Regions from separate parts of the Mus musculus genome. Here all the other regions are linked to region 5. The links are chromatin contacts, called in public HiChIP or PLAC-seq and promoter capture Hi-C maps. All regions are on one chromosome and are shown on one strand. Each heading gives the region's core, a stretch centred on a gene start, on an enhancer-like site or on the middle of the called end of the contact. The rest is flanking DNA. Distances are from core to core; before and after follow the strand shown.

The links. Promoter capture Hi-C pulls out the DNA fragments that hold promoters and counts their contacts. HiChIP or PLAC-seq counts read pairs in DNA pulled down with a chosen protein or histone mark.
Region 1: a contact with region 5 is called in an H3K4me3 HiChIP or PLAC-seq map of bone marrow-derived macrophages, with 6 times the contacts expected there. The contact joins the enhancer-like site here to the promoter of Zpbp in region 5. A contact is called at or near these places in 5 of 39 promoter capture datasets (the C10 cell line, HPC-7-derived erythroid cells, epiblast stem cells and 2 more), 1 of 15 datasets of contacts at CTCF or cohesin (large pre-B cells), 3 of 115 datasets of contacts at active chromatin or transcription factors (the 230-238 cell line, T-cell acute lymphoblastic leukemia and bone marrow-derived macrophages) and 3 of 9 other capture datasets (adipose tissue, liver and pancreatic islet).
Region 2: an H3K4me3 HiChIP or PLAC-seq map of the SCID.adh cell line shows a contact between it and region 5, with 12 read pairs. The contact joins the enhancer-like site here to the promoter of Zpbp in region 5. A contact is called at or near these places in 25 of 39 promoter capture datasets (the 3T3-L1 cell line, 3T3-L1-derived adipocytes, the C10 cell line and 15 more), 1 of 15 datasets of contacts at CTCF or cohesin (CD8 T cells), 10 of 484 Hi-C or Micro-C datasets (the G1E-ER4 cell line, LSK cells, adipose-derived mesenchymal stem cells and 6 more), 12 of 115 datasets of contacts at active chromatin or transcription factors (the 230-238 cell line, CD8 T cells, the HPC-7 cell line and 7 more) and 4 of 9 other capture datasets (adipose tissue, embryonic stem cells, liver and 1 more).
Region 3: a contact with region 5 is called in a promoter capture Hi-C map of pre-B cells. The contact joins the enhancer-like site here to the promoter of Zpbp in region 5. A contact is called at or near these places in 6 of 39 promoter capture datasets (the C10 cell line, the HPC-7 cell line, embryonic stem cells and 3 more), 1 of 15 datasets of contacts at CTCF or cohesin (large pre-B cells), 16 of 484 Hi-C or Micro-C datasets (the CH12 cell line, the G1E-ER4 cell line, LSK cells and 11 more), 8 of 115 datasets of contacts at active chromatin or transcription factors (the 230-238 cell line, T-cell acute lymphoblastic leukemia, bone marrow-derived macrophages and 3 more) and 3 of 9 other capture datasets (adipose tissue, liver and pancreatic islet).
Region 4: a contact with region 5 is called in a promoter capture Hi-C map of hematopoietic stem and progenitor cells, with 6 times the contacts expected there. The contact joins the enhancer-like site here to the promoter of Zpbp in region 5. A contact is called at or near these places in 16 of 39 promoter capture datasets (the C10 cell line, the HPC-7 cell line, cranial neural crest and 9 more), 3 of 15 datasets of contacts at CTCF or cohesin (CD8 T cells, the NIH/3T3 cell line and large pre-B cells), 6 of 484 Hi-C or Micro-C datasets (DN3 thymocytes, bone marrow-derived macrophages, conventional dendritic cells and 3 more), 18 of 115 datasets of contacts at active chromatin or transcription factors (the 230-238 cell line, CD8 T cells, the HPC-7 cell line and 12 more) and 4 of 9 other capture datasets (adipose tissue, liver, macrophages and 1 more).

What each region holds. Positions count from the first base shown.
Region 1 is chr11:11,938,472-11,941,171 of GRCm38.p6, reverse strand. Grb10 (growth factor receptor bound protein 10) reads left to right here. Exons shown (of 17, transcript NM_010345.4): 12 at 2,688-2,700. Among named protein-coding and RNA genes, the nearest start is that of Ddc, 42 kb to the right of the region's middle. Within about 2 kb of position 1,356, at least 58 of the 459 cell types and tissues checked have an H3K27ac peak or open chromatin away from gene starts, as enhancers often do. A contact at or near this core is called in the 230-238 cell line and bone marrow-derived macrophages, where this site is marked.
Region 2 is chr11:11,724,332-11,727,031 of GRCm38.p6, reverse strand. All of the region lies in intron 3 of Ikzf1 (IKAROS family zinc finger 1), which reads right to left. Among named protein-coding and RNA genes, the nearest start is that of Ikzf1, 40 kb to the right of the region's middle. Within about 2 kb of position 1,266, at least 45 of the 459 cell types and tissues checked have an H3K27ac peak or open chromatin away from gene starts, as enhancers often do. A contact at or near this core is called in CD8 T cells, the G1E-ER4 cell line, the SCID.adh cell line and 2 more, where this site is marked.
Region 3 is chr11:11,959,784-11,962,483 of GRCm38.p6, reverse strand. All of the region lies in intron 4 of Grb10 (growth factor receptor bound protein 10), which reads left to right. It overlaps LOC102631979 (a long non-coding RNA gene), which reads left to right. Exons shown (of 2, transcript XR_381046.3): 2 at 1-2,700. Among named protein-coding and RNA genes, the nearest start is that of Ddc, 63 kb to the right of the region's middle. RefSeq lists an enhancer at 1-628. Within about 2 kb of position 1,418, at least 77 of the 459 cell types and tissues checked have an H3K27ac peak or open chromatin away from gene starts, as enhancers often do. A contact at or near this core is called in the 230-238 cell line, the CH12 cell line, the G1E-ER4 cell line and 5 more, where this site is marked.
Region 4 is chr11:11,762,000-11,764,699 of GRCm38.p6, reverse strand. All of the region lies in intron 7 of Ikzf1 (IKAROS family zinc finger 1), which reads right to left. Among named protein-coding and RNA genes, the nearest start is that of Fignl1, 46 kb to the left of the region's middle. Within about 2 kb of position 1,424, at least 62 of the 459 cell types and tissues checked have an H3K27ac peak or open chromatin away from gene starts, as enhancers often do. A contact at or near this core is called in CD8 T cells, the HPC-7 cell line, the SCID.adh cell line and 8 more, where this site is marked.
Region 5 is chr11:11,461,123-11,463,822 of GRCm38.p6, reverse strand. It overlaps Zpbp (zona pellucida binding protein), which reads left to right and starts at 1,404. Exons shown (of 8, transcript NM_015785.2): 1 at 1,404-1,759. The coding sequence starts at 1,459. Spata48 (spermatogenesis associated 48) reads right to left here and starts at 79. Exons shown (of 9, transcript NM_001347068.1): 1 at 1-79.

The DNA.
Region 1 (2,700 bases), core at 107-2,606, 480 kb before region 5:
TCCACTGTCACCTTAATCCTCGGCTGTTTGGGAGAGTCACATTTAGTTTGATGTGAATAGGAAGTGAAAGGCTACATGGCAATGAAGCAGGAAACATTGTTAGGGCACACAAAGGAAATAACATTAATTGGACTATACATGTATCTTTAAAGCCCAGTCAACTAAAATAAAAGGGAAATGAAAGAAGGGAACTCTATAGACAGCTGGTACATAAATGGCTAATGGCTTAACAACTTAAAGAGGGTGTGTGAATACAACTACCACCATGTAGGGCCTTATAGTCTTAAGTACAAAGTGTGAATTTGTAGTCTTTAAAAACAATAAATGTGAAAACAGTCTACTTCCTTAGTAACTGAGATTTTAAAAAATGCGTTAAAAATCCAATGCAAATAAAGTATAATTTTATACCTACTTATAGAAACGATCTATTTAAAATAATTCATAGGTCAAGGAGAGAAGGCAAAAGAAAATCAGAAGATATGTCAGTTGAGTTATAAAAGTACCACAGATTGAAATTACAGCAGAATTTCGGAGACAAATTTTTAATGTTGAGTACGTGTTTTAAAAGAAAAAAGAAATACAGCTTCAAGTCAGTGAACTAAGTGTCTTGAAAACAGCATTCAAGCCAAGTAACAAGGAAGGGACATGGCAAGAGAACGGGAAATTGAAGAGTATTATACTCCCAAACTTGTATAGTCCCAGATGGAAAGGCCCTTCTCCAAAGTACTTGGCACCAGGCACACTTTGGCTTTTGCTGACCCAGGAATGTTTGTCTAAACATGAGATACATTTGTTTCATGCATATATCTTGCACATGGCCTGGAGTAATTTTACACACTTGCCTAGGTTTTAACACAGGCCTATCATTCAATCCTAAAATCAAATTTGGGGTTTTCTACTTGAGATGCTGTATTGTTACTTAAAAGAGTACATATTTTAGAGTTTCTTAGTTGGAGTGTCACTCTAGATCCCCACCCCCACCCCCACCCCCCATTAATGAGCTACGGTTACAAATTCAGCAAAGCTCTTATGCATTATTACAGTGAAAGGGAAAATAGGTGTGAGTTAACGGCCTGAATGTAATCCAGAAGAGAGGAGTCAGGTGTATGTATATATAGAATTATACACACACACACACACACACTACTTGAACCTACTGACAAAAATGTATGATAGTTTACCCAAAGCTTTACTGACCAGGGAAGCTCACCCAAGTCTTAGGGTAGACCCCAATTTCCATGCATTGTTGGCCATATAGGCCCATCGTTTATGTGGCTGGCCTTAGTCCCTAGCATGGCCCCAGAGGCAGCATGAGTCACATTCTTAACATAGACTTTGTGGTCTGGCCTAGGGCCCCAGTTAAGCACGTATTATCAGTCTGGCCATTCTTATGACTCAGAGGCCACTGCTCTCCAGTGGGTAGCCCAGCACAGCAACATGCATCTTTAACTTACTAAAAAGCCATGTTACTTGATCCCTTCACCACAGTCAGGCTGACATAAGAGTTTTCTCCGTGCCCTATCTGAAATGTTCATGTTGTGGATAATCATTCTCTGCATAGTTAAATCCCTAAGACAACCTTTTGCTGTGCTTTGTATTTTCAGATTTTATTTTAATCATCTGTATATTTGCACTATAAATTTTCCCCTGAACATGTATTCTTTTCTGGAACTAGATGAACTCAAGCTATAATATGAACCCTAGAAACTCTTGGTCCTGCCTACATTATTGAACGAACAGCTCACTAGTAGCAGTAATTTCTCACTATCCTTTGTCTTGTGGCTCTCATTTATGTAAAAATGTCAACCATTTTTGTTTTGATTTTTTTTTCTGTTTTTTAGCAGTTTTCTCGTGATGTGTCTGATTTATATATTCTTGACTCTATAGTTTGGTATCTTCTCAGCAATCAGAAGGAATTCTTGGTGATTTTCACTTCAAACACTTGTCTTAGCTTGTCCTCTCTCTTCTCCTCTCCCAGGAGAAGACTTACACTCATAGTTTTGTCATGTTGTACATGTTTGTACTTTAGGGAGGAGTGTTCCTATAGGACCAAAAGCTACAAGAAAGCTTGTGTCTCATGAAGGAAGGTCAAGAGGATGGTGTACCCACTTCATGACTTTATTTCCTCTTCTTGGTGCCTGCTCGCTTGCTATCATAATTTTCTAATTTGGTGTTCTGAATCAATGGTTTGAGGGCTGTTTAAAGTATATGAAACCTCTGTCCTCTGGAGATCAGCTTTAGAACTGGCTGTGTGCACCAGGTTCTCAATGCTTATTCTTGTCACTTTGAATCACTTGCTTCCTTCCTTTGTGTTTCTGTGCCATTATCTGTAAAGTGGGGCTGATGATAGTGTATCGATCATTAAAATAGGTAGTAACTATTTGACTCATACAGAACTCAGGAAAGGCAATTATTCTTGACCTTGGTATTATGAACTGTGTTGTTGCCCTGTTTGTTTCCCTCTCCCTTCAGCTCCCCTCTCTCCCAAGATAGAAGTTCTGAGGCAGAACTGAACAGATGTGCACCATCTTCAGCCTGTTACACTCCTGGGGGGTGGGGTGGGGGACCTTTGACAGAGTACTTGGCTCTTGTGTATCAGCACTGCCCTCCCAGCTGTGGGGTTTGCTGTGGGCTGGGGCTGGGGGAGCCCTCGGGTGCTGGTACTGACCCTAGTCTTTCCTCTTCAGTACGGAATGCTCC
Region 2 (2,700 bases), core at 17-2,516, 260 kb before region 5:
ACTTATTTTTGGTGGACCGCAGGACCTGTGGGTTAACAAACGTAAGCATGGCTCCTGTCCCTAGGGTCCTAACCATCTGAAACCTGAGCAGAATTGAAAGGGTCAGGTCAATACTCTGGTTACATGGGAGGCCAGGGAAGGGCACGCTGAAGGGGTGGGTACATGAATGTAGATGTGTGGGCATGGCTCAGTTGTATACCACATGCCAGTCATGTGCTGGTCTCACTCAACATCATTACCAACAACAACGTGTGCAAGTACACACACACACACACACACACACACACACACACAGACACCCCCACCTCCCACCCCCACACACACATCTTTAAAGACTGTCGGGGCAGGAGGTATCAAGCACAGTCAATGAAAATTCTTTACACACAGTGGTTCAAGTCCACTGGAAATAGGATGGAGCAAGTTTAGAAGCTTTGGTCTTAACCACCATGTCCACCTCTGTGACATACTAAAGAGACTCTGTGGTACATAGGGAGACGAGAGCTTGTGTGTCAGACATGGCACAACAGTGCTGGGGTGACGAGCTCCATGAGTGGCCATGGCACCAGACACCAGGGGAACAGCCAGCCCTGTCCACAGATCTGTGCACAGATAGCTTAGAACGGATGGCAGCTATGTGCAAAATGCATAGATGCCAGGTGGGGCAAGAGTGTGACGCTGGCTTCCATAGCCATGCTACTGGGAGAGTAGATGTGGAACAAGCACAGAACAACCTGAGATTAAAAACAGGAAATGGGTGAACTGAGTGCCCCTTCTGGGAAATGATGAAATGAAATGGGTTTCAACCTTAAGGTGTAACCATGAAAGGCTGAGTTCAATCAAGGTTGCTAAGCTGTATGCAGGGACATCCTTTTAAAAAGCAAAATCCTTGTTGTTACTACAGTTCAACCCACTCCTTCAGTATCTTAAGAATACAGTGCTGAAGTCCTCAAAGAGTTCACCACATCACAAAAAGGGTACAACTCCTGAACAGCTGCAGAGTGGCGGATCATTCAGGGTTCCTCAGCCTGAACTCGCAGAGTTCATTACTAGGCACTATCTATGATGTTATAGAGAGGTGTTAACACACATAGATTAATTGAACAATTGGGAATCAGAGAGAATGACTTAGTCCAAAAGCAGTGTTTTCATTTACAAAGCAGGTTTGAGAGCTGAAATTGTGTCAAACGACTATCACTCTGTGTTTTGCACCCCCGGCTCCAGGCCAGCTGCCTGTGGCACCACCTGTGACTCACTTGCACCCAGCACTTGTAGATGAAGGCCAGAGACAAGCCCATCCAGCAAGGCTTTCCTACAGACCGACAGCAGGGCAGTTGTACAAATCATACCCAAGATCTACATTTATGAGTAACCCATGCAAATGAGAGGGATTGAAAGAAAAGAAATGATGGGAAGTCTAACAGCATAAGTATTTTCACACTTCGGTGACACATTTCTAACGGTCAGGAGTGAGCAGAGCTCTCTGTGGGCAAGGTTAGCACCTCTCGGCAACGTTGAGCAGCATTCAGTTGCTGAGGGTCTGTAGTGCAGCTGCAGGGCCCCTCACAGCACACACTCTTTAAAGAGCAGGGTAGAGAGTGGGAGCGGCTTTTGCTTTGGCACACTAGATTTCTAGGAGGGTGCTAACCATAGCTTGCAAAGCTACGGCAGCAGCCAGAGGGTCTGGACCAGTGGTGATGAGGAAAGTTCGTAGGTCTTTGCACTACCGGTAGCAGGGATCAGACTTGAAGCTCAAGGAGACAAAGTACAGAATACATCATGTCTCCACCTGGCCAAGTATCCCAGGGTGTCAGCCCTGAGTTCTGAGACTGAGGCCACAGCACAGTTACTCAGGAACCATCTCCAAGTCCACCCCAGGGCAGCCATGCTCTACATGACATGCTCCCTGTAGCTGATGAAGTATTTCTCATTGGGGAATCATTTTGCCTTTTCAAATTGGCTTTTTTATTTCATATTGATTCTTCCAACCCTATGGCTCTCTGAATACCTTTATAAACTGAAACACACAGGCCTTCTTGCTTTGAGAGTCTTGACTCAAATTGTACCTGGATGGTCCTCAAATGTCCCTTGCTTATTTTCAATCAATGCCATAACATACCCACTCTTCATTGTTTTCACAGGAGTGGGGATTGAACCCAGGGCCTTGCACAAGCTAGATGGGTACTCTACCACTGAGTCATACCTTTATCCATTCAAGATGTTAACATGTAAGAATCAGGAATTTCAGTGTGACAGTTTCTCTACTCCTTTTCAAGACAGGGTCTTGCTGTGTAGCCCCAGCTGCTTTGAAATCACAATCCTCCTGCCTCAGCCTAGCCACAAGTGGTTTTAATAAGGATGAGTCATGCTCTCAGCTTTCTTGGAAAAGGCTGTGACAGAACAAATGCTTTAGACTAGGGATCACTTGATCATGAGAAAGCCACCCAAGTCACTCTCAACATTACATATCCTGGGTGCCTGTTCATACCTGTTGAAGACTATCCCTGACTCAAGCCTTCCTTCAATGGCCTTCAGTCACTCCCAAGCCAAAGCCGGCAAGCCAGTTTCCACCATATTTGAAGACACATAATATGTCATCTAAAGACCTACATATGTCTCCTCAAAACTGATTTCTCTCCTTGCTTGTTGTATGCATTGCAGGTTTTTTTTTTTAAAATATCCTGCCCCCTCAGAAAAACTCAA
Region 3 (2,700 bases), core at 169-2,668, 500 kb before region 5:
GCACATGGACCAAGGTGATAAGATCCTTCTGCAGAGTCAGTGACCAGCAAGGGGAAGGGCTTATTTTTTGAATATTGATGATTCAAAAAAAAAAAAAAAGCCTCTGACTTTGCTAGAAACCAGAAATCATTTTCCTAGGAAAATTGATTTGCGAATTCTTACTTGATGGTTCAGCTTTAAATTTCATTAGAAAATGGGAAGGTCGCCAGCTAGTGAACTTTTTACCTGATTAGCTTCTGTCCTAGTTAGCTTCAGCTGTCAGATTGACACAGCCCAGAGTCATCTGAACAAGGCTCAGTTCAGAGATTGCCCAGATCAGATTGGCCTGTGGCCATGTCTGTGTGAGACTGTCCTGACTGATGTAGAAGGCCCAGCCCACGCCTAGGCAACCCCATGCAGAGGTAAGCGAGTCTTAGCTATATAAGGGAAGCTGGCTGTGTGAATTTTCCTGTTGTTCCCATACTGAACCCTTGCCTGACTTTCCACAGTGATAGGCTGGGACCTAGACATTATAAGTCAAGTAGCCCTTTCCCACCAAGTTGCTTTTGGTCAGTGTTCTATCTCAGCATCAGAAAACAGGCTAGCATCCCTTTTGCGATGGCTTGGCTTGCCAACTCAAGCAGCACTCTTCCCTGTGTTTGCATCCACAGTTCACCTTGTAGGGAAAGCAGCTTGTTACACCCACAACACGAAAATGTCTGCTCTTCATAGCTGCAGCCTGTACATTACTCACACAAAAGTGAAATCTGAAATGCTTCAGACTCCAACATGAGGCCACAAGTAGAAGACTCCACCTTTGCTACTTCATTAAACTATTAACGTATTAAAATTATTGTTTTATTATACAAAAGAACCGTCACCCTAAGGATTAGTCCACTCTTGAAACATAAACTTTAGGTTTAGACTTGGTTTCCTCCCCAGTTAACCTCATTGGGTAAATGCAGATAGTCCCCAGACTGAAGAAACTTAAAATCACAAACATTTAAGGTAGGCCACACTTGATCTATGAGCAACTGAGAGGGTGGATTTTCCCCCCACACTCCATACCTCTGATGGTCCTACTGGTTTAGAACAGAGGTGTCTCATGAAATTATAAAGTTGAAAGCTTTTTGTCTTAGCTGAGGGTATTCCATACAACTGGAAAATGTTCACCGACACTACCAAGCCTTAAATCTTAGCCTCTTCACTCTCGTAGCAGGCATTAGTCTGAGTATAAAACTGCCTTCCTTGCCGGCTGAGCTGCCTTGTTCACGTCTGTGCCTGTGCTTTTTGCCCAGCATGGCACCTCCCTCCTCCCTCTTTCATGTCTGGGTACTTGTCTCCCAGACATTCACCTCACTCTCTTAGCTAGGCTGAGTGAGTCAGGACAAACATAAAAACGATAAAGACTCCCTGGAGGGAAGCGAGTGAGGGTATTTTGAGTGTCTTCAGCAGGGAAATGGGGTAAACACCCTCCTCTCCTGTGACCACGAGTGCCAAGTTGCTACATTTCTAGGAAAGAGAGTACAGATGTTGACCTCATCTGGAAAGGTTAATAATTACATGCCTTCAGATTCTCTAGAGAACTACATGCAAATGACTACTTGTTTATCTTTCACCTTACCTCAAAGTAGTTTCCTTCTTGTAATTGTATCCGCAGACATTCCGTGCTAAATCAAAGCAGTAGGTTCCTAACGGTTTTATAGTATTCTGGCATCTTGGATTCATTTATATGTGCAGTTCATTCCTGGGCTTTTATCCCTGAAAGTGTTTCTGTTCACACCGTCCCCACTTTCCCCACCAAGCCCTGGAAGGGAACCAGATCAGCGGCAGCAATATCATAAATATTTGAAAGGGGAAGCGACAGTTTTTCCTTTTTCATTTAACTCTGGAATATAAATATGAATTCTGAGCATTGAGTCACAACAAAACAGTGTTTTAACAAGCTTGCCACCACTGCAGCAAAATAGATCTGAGGCACCAACCCGTAAGGATAAAAAGGTTCTTTTGACTCAGAGTTATAAAGGGCCCTCCTTGGAGTGGGGGTGCTGCTGTCAAGTGAGGCACAGAGAGGAAGAGCTCAATGCCACAATGTCTCCTTGACAGGCAGGCCCACAGGGGCTGCCCACAGGGGCCCACAGGGGCTGAAGAACCACCCAAAGCTCCCACTCTTCCAAACTTCACCAGGCTAGGGACCAAGTCCCGGACACATGGACCTTTGCAGACACTCAGCTCAAACTGTAATAGTAAGACAGTAGGCACTTTCTCTCTGTTTTTGGTTTCTAAACATGCTCCCCAGTAAAAGGAATAAAGTTTTTTAAATAGTAAAGGCAAGGTATAACGAGGATGGAGGAGGCCGCTGGAAGAGCAGAAAAAGGAAGGAAGATGGAGATCAGGAAGCCTTGAGTGTGTGGTCCCAATAGACATCTCCAGGAGTGGGGCACAGCAGACCTGGTGACCCAAAGGGATCTCAGCATCTCTTCAGTGGTATTGCCTGCCCTGAACCAGGTCCTGGATATGTTCTACTGAACAGCCAGAGCTCTTCAGGACTTTTTAGACCATAGAAAAGTCCCAGGAAATAAAGACCTACAGAGTAAGAGACCTAATGGGGTACAGCTCTGTCCAAGCGGGGCCCATGAATTAGACAGTCATGTGGGCCACTGAGAATTCCCTGCTGTTGATCATTGAACTAGAGTTATATAAGAATGTTTCCAGTTTAAA
Region 4 (2,700 bases), core at 175-2,674, 300 kb before region 5:
TTCATGTAGACTGTAAAACACCAAAGAGCTTCTTACTGATGATGGTTGACTTAGGCCCAAGGAAAGAACACTACATATTTTGGGAGAAAAGTAATATCAAAGAAAAGAAAGTCAGGTTGTACTTGGCACCCACATAATTCAACAAAGAAAAATCTGCCAATGTCAGAGAAGGAAGAGTGGCCAGAGGCTACGTACTCCTGGGGTTACTGTAGAGAGGTGACAGGTGACATCCTCAAACTCAAAGCAGAGATGGAGATGGAATGTCTACAAGGGTGCTTGAATGTAAAGTGTATTCAATGAAGGGATTGATCAAAATAAACGAAAATGAGCCTAAGAGACCAGGGTCTGATTCTGTAACCTGTTAAAATATATAGTGATGAATATCTAAATTATATAAGAATAATGATTTCTGCATAGAATATGAATAGAAATGTACAATGTAAAAATAAAAGCAATAAAAATGATTGTTTTTAAAGTAATTTTTAGAATAATTTTTTTTCCCTGATAGTCATCCTTTTAAAAAAGTCAAGTCCTGTTGGGAATGACTGTGCATTGAGGAGCCTTTATCTCCTAGGACATGTTGAATATGCTGTGGCCACTGTGAACTGATTTTCAATCAATACACGGGAAGAGGGGAAGCCAGGCAACACCTCCAGCCCAGGGAAGAGCAGCTGCAATCTTTCTGAGGTGGCGCATTCAGGAACTTAAAGGCCTTTCCTCCACATCTCTATTTGTAGTCCACCTATTATTAATCCTGTCCACTGAAATATATATGGCAGGAAGATATTTACAATGATGTTCTTCTAATTTAATACTGGTAATTTCTGGATGTTGCATTTGGTTTTCTGAAAAAACATGAAATAGTTCTATCAAAACTCTTACTATCTATTTATCTATCATCTCAAGTACACAAAACGATATCATCCTAAATGTGGGGAGCAGCCTTTGAGGTCCAATTCTCTTCATTTTAGGGAGAAAACTGTGACACAGTAGGAAGGGTGGACAGGAATGTCGTCATGTAGCACTGAGAGGAAGGCAGACACGAGAGCAGGAAGAGGCACTGGTTAGTGTGTGAACTGCCAACCACCTCTGGGGGACACCAACAGAGCACAGCTGCTGGGAGCCCTTCCTTGCACACTTCACTTCTGCTATCCTGGTCCTCCTGTTCCCACAAGGCCACTTCCTCTTGTGTTTAACCTCTCCCCTGGAGATCGCTTTCCCCTCTCAGCATTGCTTCACTAGTTTTGTAGATCCCTTTCACATAGAGCGTGTGAATCAAGACAATGCCCATTCACCCAGGAGAGCCATGACAAAGTTTCAGATGCTCTGTTTGGCTGGAAGTCTCCTGAAGCTTCAGGGCACTGCCGATGCTCATTACTAAGGCATGTGGCACTCTTCAGGTTCCTAATTGGAAAGAGGAAGTCACACCCTGCCTCCTGAGGTCAGTTACTCTTCACAACCCTTGAACACATTTGCTGCTTCATCTCTGCCAGTCTCCCAGATAGTTCATCATGGTCCCTGTCTTCTGTGCACTCCTCAGGGAGAAGATAGGGCCCTGCACCTCATACTTTCTAAAGCCCCAGCCATCCAAGAGCTGGCTCCTTGACCAAGATTGCCTCTTTCTTTGATCAGGATATGAAGTCTCCTTCATTCTTTTGGTTCAAAAGCTCATACACAGAGAGACAAGTCTATGAACAATATTTCTAATAAGTGGTTTCTGTTTTGTTTTCTAGTGGTCTTTCTTCCCCTCCTTCTTATCAACTCCTAGAACCTGACCTCTGTCTTTCTGCCTCAGTGTAGGTGCTCTGTAAAGGTGTGTGTGTGTCACCAACGTTTTTTTTTTTTTTTTTAAAGATTTATTTATTTATTATATGTAAGTACACTGTAGCTGTCTTCAGACGCACCAGAAGAGGGCATCAGATCTCATTACGGGTGGTTGTGAGCCACCATGTGGTTGCTGGGATTTGAACTCCAGACCTTCGGAAGAGCAGTCGGGTGCTCTTACCCACTGAGCCATCTCACCAGCCCCCGTCACCAACGTTTTATTTGCACATCCTTTGTAGCACAGCTTCCATGGGGTAGCCTTACCAGGGTAGCATTCTTAAAAGCAATTACATCAAACCCTGAACTCTTATTTTCCAGACGTGGCTTTGTCTTTTCTGCAAATGGCACACTAAGCAAGGGAAGTCACAGTTTCCTTCACCAGCCCTACCGTGACCTCCATTCCTTCTACACCAAAGCATTCTTTCAATTACTCCCCATTCTCCTGCCATCTCCCATGTCCAGATAATTTTGACCCATGTCATCTTTATGTGCTCAGCTTCTGCTCCCATTGGGAGCATACCCCTGCTTTCTCTGTGATTCCAAATGAGATGATGCTGCCCAGTTTGGCCCTCAATGACCAGTACTGTTATAGTCAGAGCATCATGGGACAGCTTTACTCACTGCTTTCCAGTGAGTACTTGCGCAAAGCTGGGAAATACCCACTAGTCCTGCTCTAGATCCCAACACCAGCAAAGTAATTTTCCTTGTCTGCCTAGACTCCATGACCCCTTCACTGTATGGCATGCTGCTGAGGTCCTGCCCCTTTCTCAAAGTCCACCTCAGCTTCTCAAACACCTTATTTTTTCTTTCTTGGACATAAGGTTTCTTTTCTTGACAATGATAGTAGCTGATCTTCCTACTGAGGGCTTCTAAAAT
Region 5 (2,700 bases), core at 155-2,654:
ATGTTCATATTTTGTGGGCAAGATAGTAACTGAAAGAATATACTGAAGTTGATGTAGTGAATACATATACAGTCTCTCTCTTTCATATATACTCTCTCTCTCTCTCTCTCTCTCTCCTACACACACACAAACACACACACACAAACACACACAAACTAGAAATAACTTTTCGGGTTGGAATAAATTATAAACATTGGTATATGTTTAATTTAAATACGCTAACAAGGAAGATATAGTATACTGATTTTTAAGAAAAATAATTCATAAATCATAGCCAATGTAAAAGTCCATTCTTAAATGCCTTAAATTATCTGCAGTTTCTTTAAGTTACCACAATTCTTAGAACGAAAACAATGAGGTATTTATGTTATTTCAGTAAATGGCAGCATAAAAAACGATCTATTTTAAACGATAAGCATAGCAGTCCACTTAAGAGCTGTTTTTTAACTAGACAATTTGGTTTTGCATGAAAATTGCAACTAAGTTTAATTATTACAATCCGAAGGGTAATAGCTCACACCTCCTTAAATAAAGAAGGTAAGCTTCTACAAGAGTCAGGTATAGAATATTTAAATCAGATCAATTGTATGATAGTAAGGATAAGCAGAATGTAGCCACGACCACCTATGATGATGACTGAAAATTTGCAATATACAACAAAACAAGCAATAACGTTGAAATAAATGGGTAAGTTTTCAGCATAAGGTCCTGGACAGTTTATCCAAAACACGAAGGTCAGTAAGTTTTTACTCCACTCCGTATTACCCATCTCTTCATATTAAAAGTGAAAACATTTAACAGCCTGCTTCTAGTGTTTCTATATATTTGTATAAAATTTATTTTTATCCTAGTTGGACTATCATTAAATCCTTCCAAAGGCAGAAAAGATGTATGATTCTTTCAATTTAAATACATTCTCATTCTAAACGGTCCGTGAGCTGGTTCTTTATGTTTTCCTGAATCCAAGTTGAGGATGATCTTCCAAGCCGAGTACTGCATGAAAGTCAATGTCATCTAAGGTCTATTTCCTCCATTTTCCCATCATGCCACTTTTTAAGGCAATACCTTTAATTTCTCCTAGGTGTTCACTGCATGCATTTTCTATTAAGTCCCACACACTGATAATGCACAATCGTTCGCATTACAACAGTCAGGAACTTCATGCATTGGCATTACTATAGCCAGGAAGTTTATGAGAGGTGTACATTCATTAAGTCATCCGTTCTCAGGATCTGCTGCCATTAGGCACCTAAAGGCTGAAACTCAATCCACTGCTAAGGTAATAAGAGGGGCTTCTCCTCTGCACACAGACACCACGGGAAGGCAAAGGTTAGAACTTTGCGACACAAGATTCTTCTCGCTTTGGAATCTCAGACCAGCCAGGTTCTGGAGGGTTTCCTTAGTGGTGCGGGGCCTCGAAGTCAAGGGAGCCCCTAGGGGATCGACCTCTTGCCTCCCATGTGTACCCAAGCTGGGTCCCAAGCTAGCACACCTCCCGCACATCACCCGAGCGGAAGTGGCGCGTCCGTCGGTCCGTCCTTCCGGCCTGCCGTCTGCCAACTTCCGGCGGCGGGTGGGCGCGCGCCAGGTAACGACCTTCTGCGCCGAGGCTCGGCCGTCGGCGGCGTGTGGATGGAGGCCTTGGCCCCGGGCCGGGCTCCGCGGGGCCGGCGGCGGGCCGGGGCCTCGGGCTCCGTGCTCTCGCCGCTGTCGCTGGCCGCCGTCCTGCTCTGCGCCTTGCTGCGGGCGCCCCCTGCAGGTGAGGCTCGGCGCCGCATGGCGGGAGCTCTGGCTGCCGCGGCTCCTCACGAGAATTGCGTTGGCCCCGTGTCACGTGACTCCGACTACACAAGGACACCCTCTCTGGCAGGGACAGCCCCAGTGAGCCTAGTTTTGTGTAGGAATCTTGAAAACTACATTTGCATAGAAAAGACCTCTGTGGGCTCGTGAAGGAGGCCCTGCTCCAAGAGATTATCCGAACTTTAAAAGTGCCTTAATAAAACTTCAGTTCGTGGGTCATTGCCAGCCGTGTGTTTCAGAGCGAGTCTATGTAGCTCTGTATAGTACTGAATTTGTGCTGTGAACCTAGTGAGCTTTTAGACCATCCTTGATAGTGCAGCGCCCTCTGTTGGTTCTGGATGTAAAATGCAGGGTGTAGTTGGAAACACGTATCCTAGTTTCAAAAATATATATCGGAGAAAGAAATGAGCGCTTACTAGATTGGCTTTTTAGCTAGCAAGGTTTGGTCTCTCTCCCTCTCCCTCTCTTTATGTTGAAATTGTAGACTTACTAGCAATAATCTGTGTCCCATAGATCCTAAATGTACTAAAGGTACATTTGTCAGAGTTAAAGTTTATTCAAATAAGAGAACTATAAAGTAACCAAGGATACAGATGTAGAAGAAGTGTGAAGAAAGGGATACTGTGGTTAAAGGAAAGAAATGGGGCATGCTTACTAGTTTTTTATTTTTTTTTTAACTTGACACAATCTGTAGTTACCAGGGAATAGGAAACCTCAATTGAAGATTTGACTATCAGATTGACGTATGAGCGGTCTGTGGGGGTATTTTTCTTAATTGCTTTTGATGTGGGAGGGGCCGGTCCTCTGGGAGGTGGTGTCATCCCTGGGCAGGTGGTCCCAGGCAATGTCAGAAAGCAGGCTGAGCAAGCCAGAGGAAGCTAGTCGGTAAGCACTATTCCC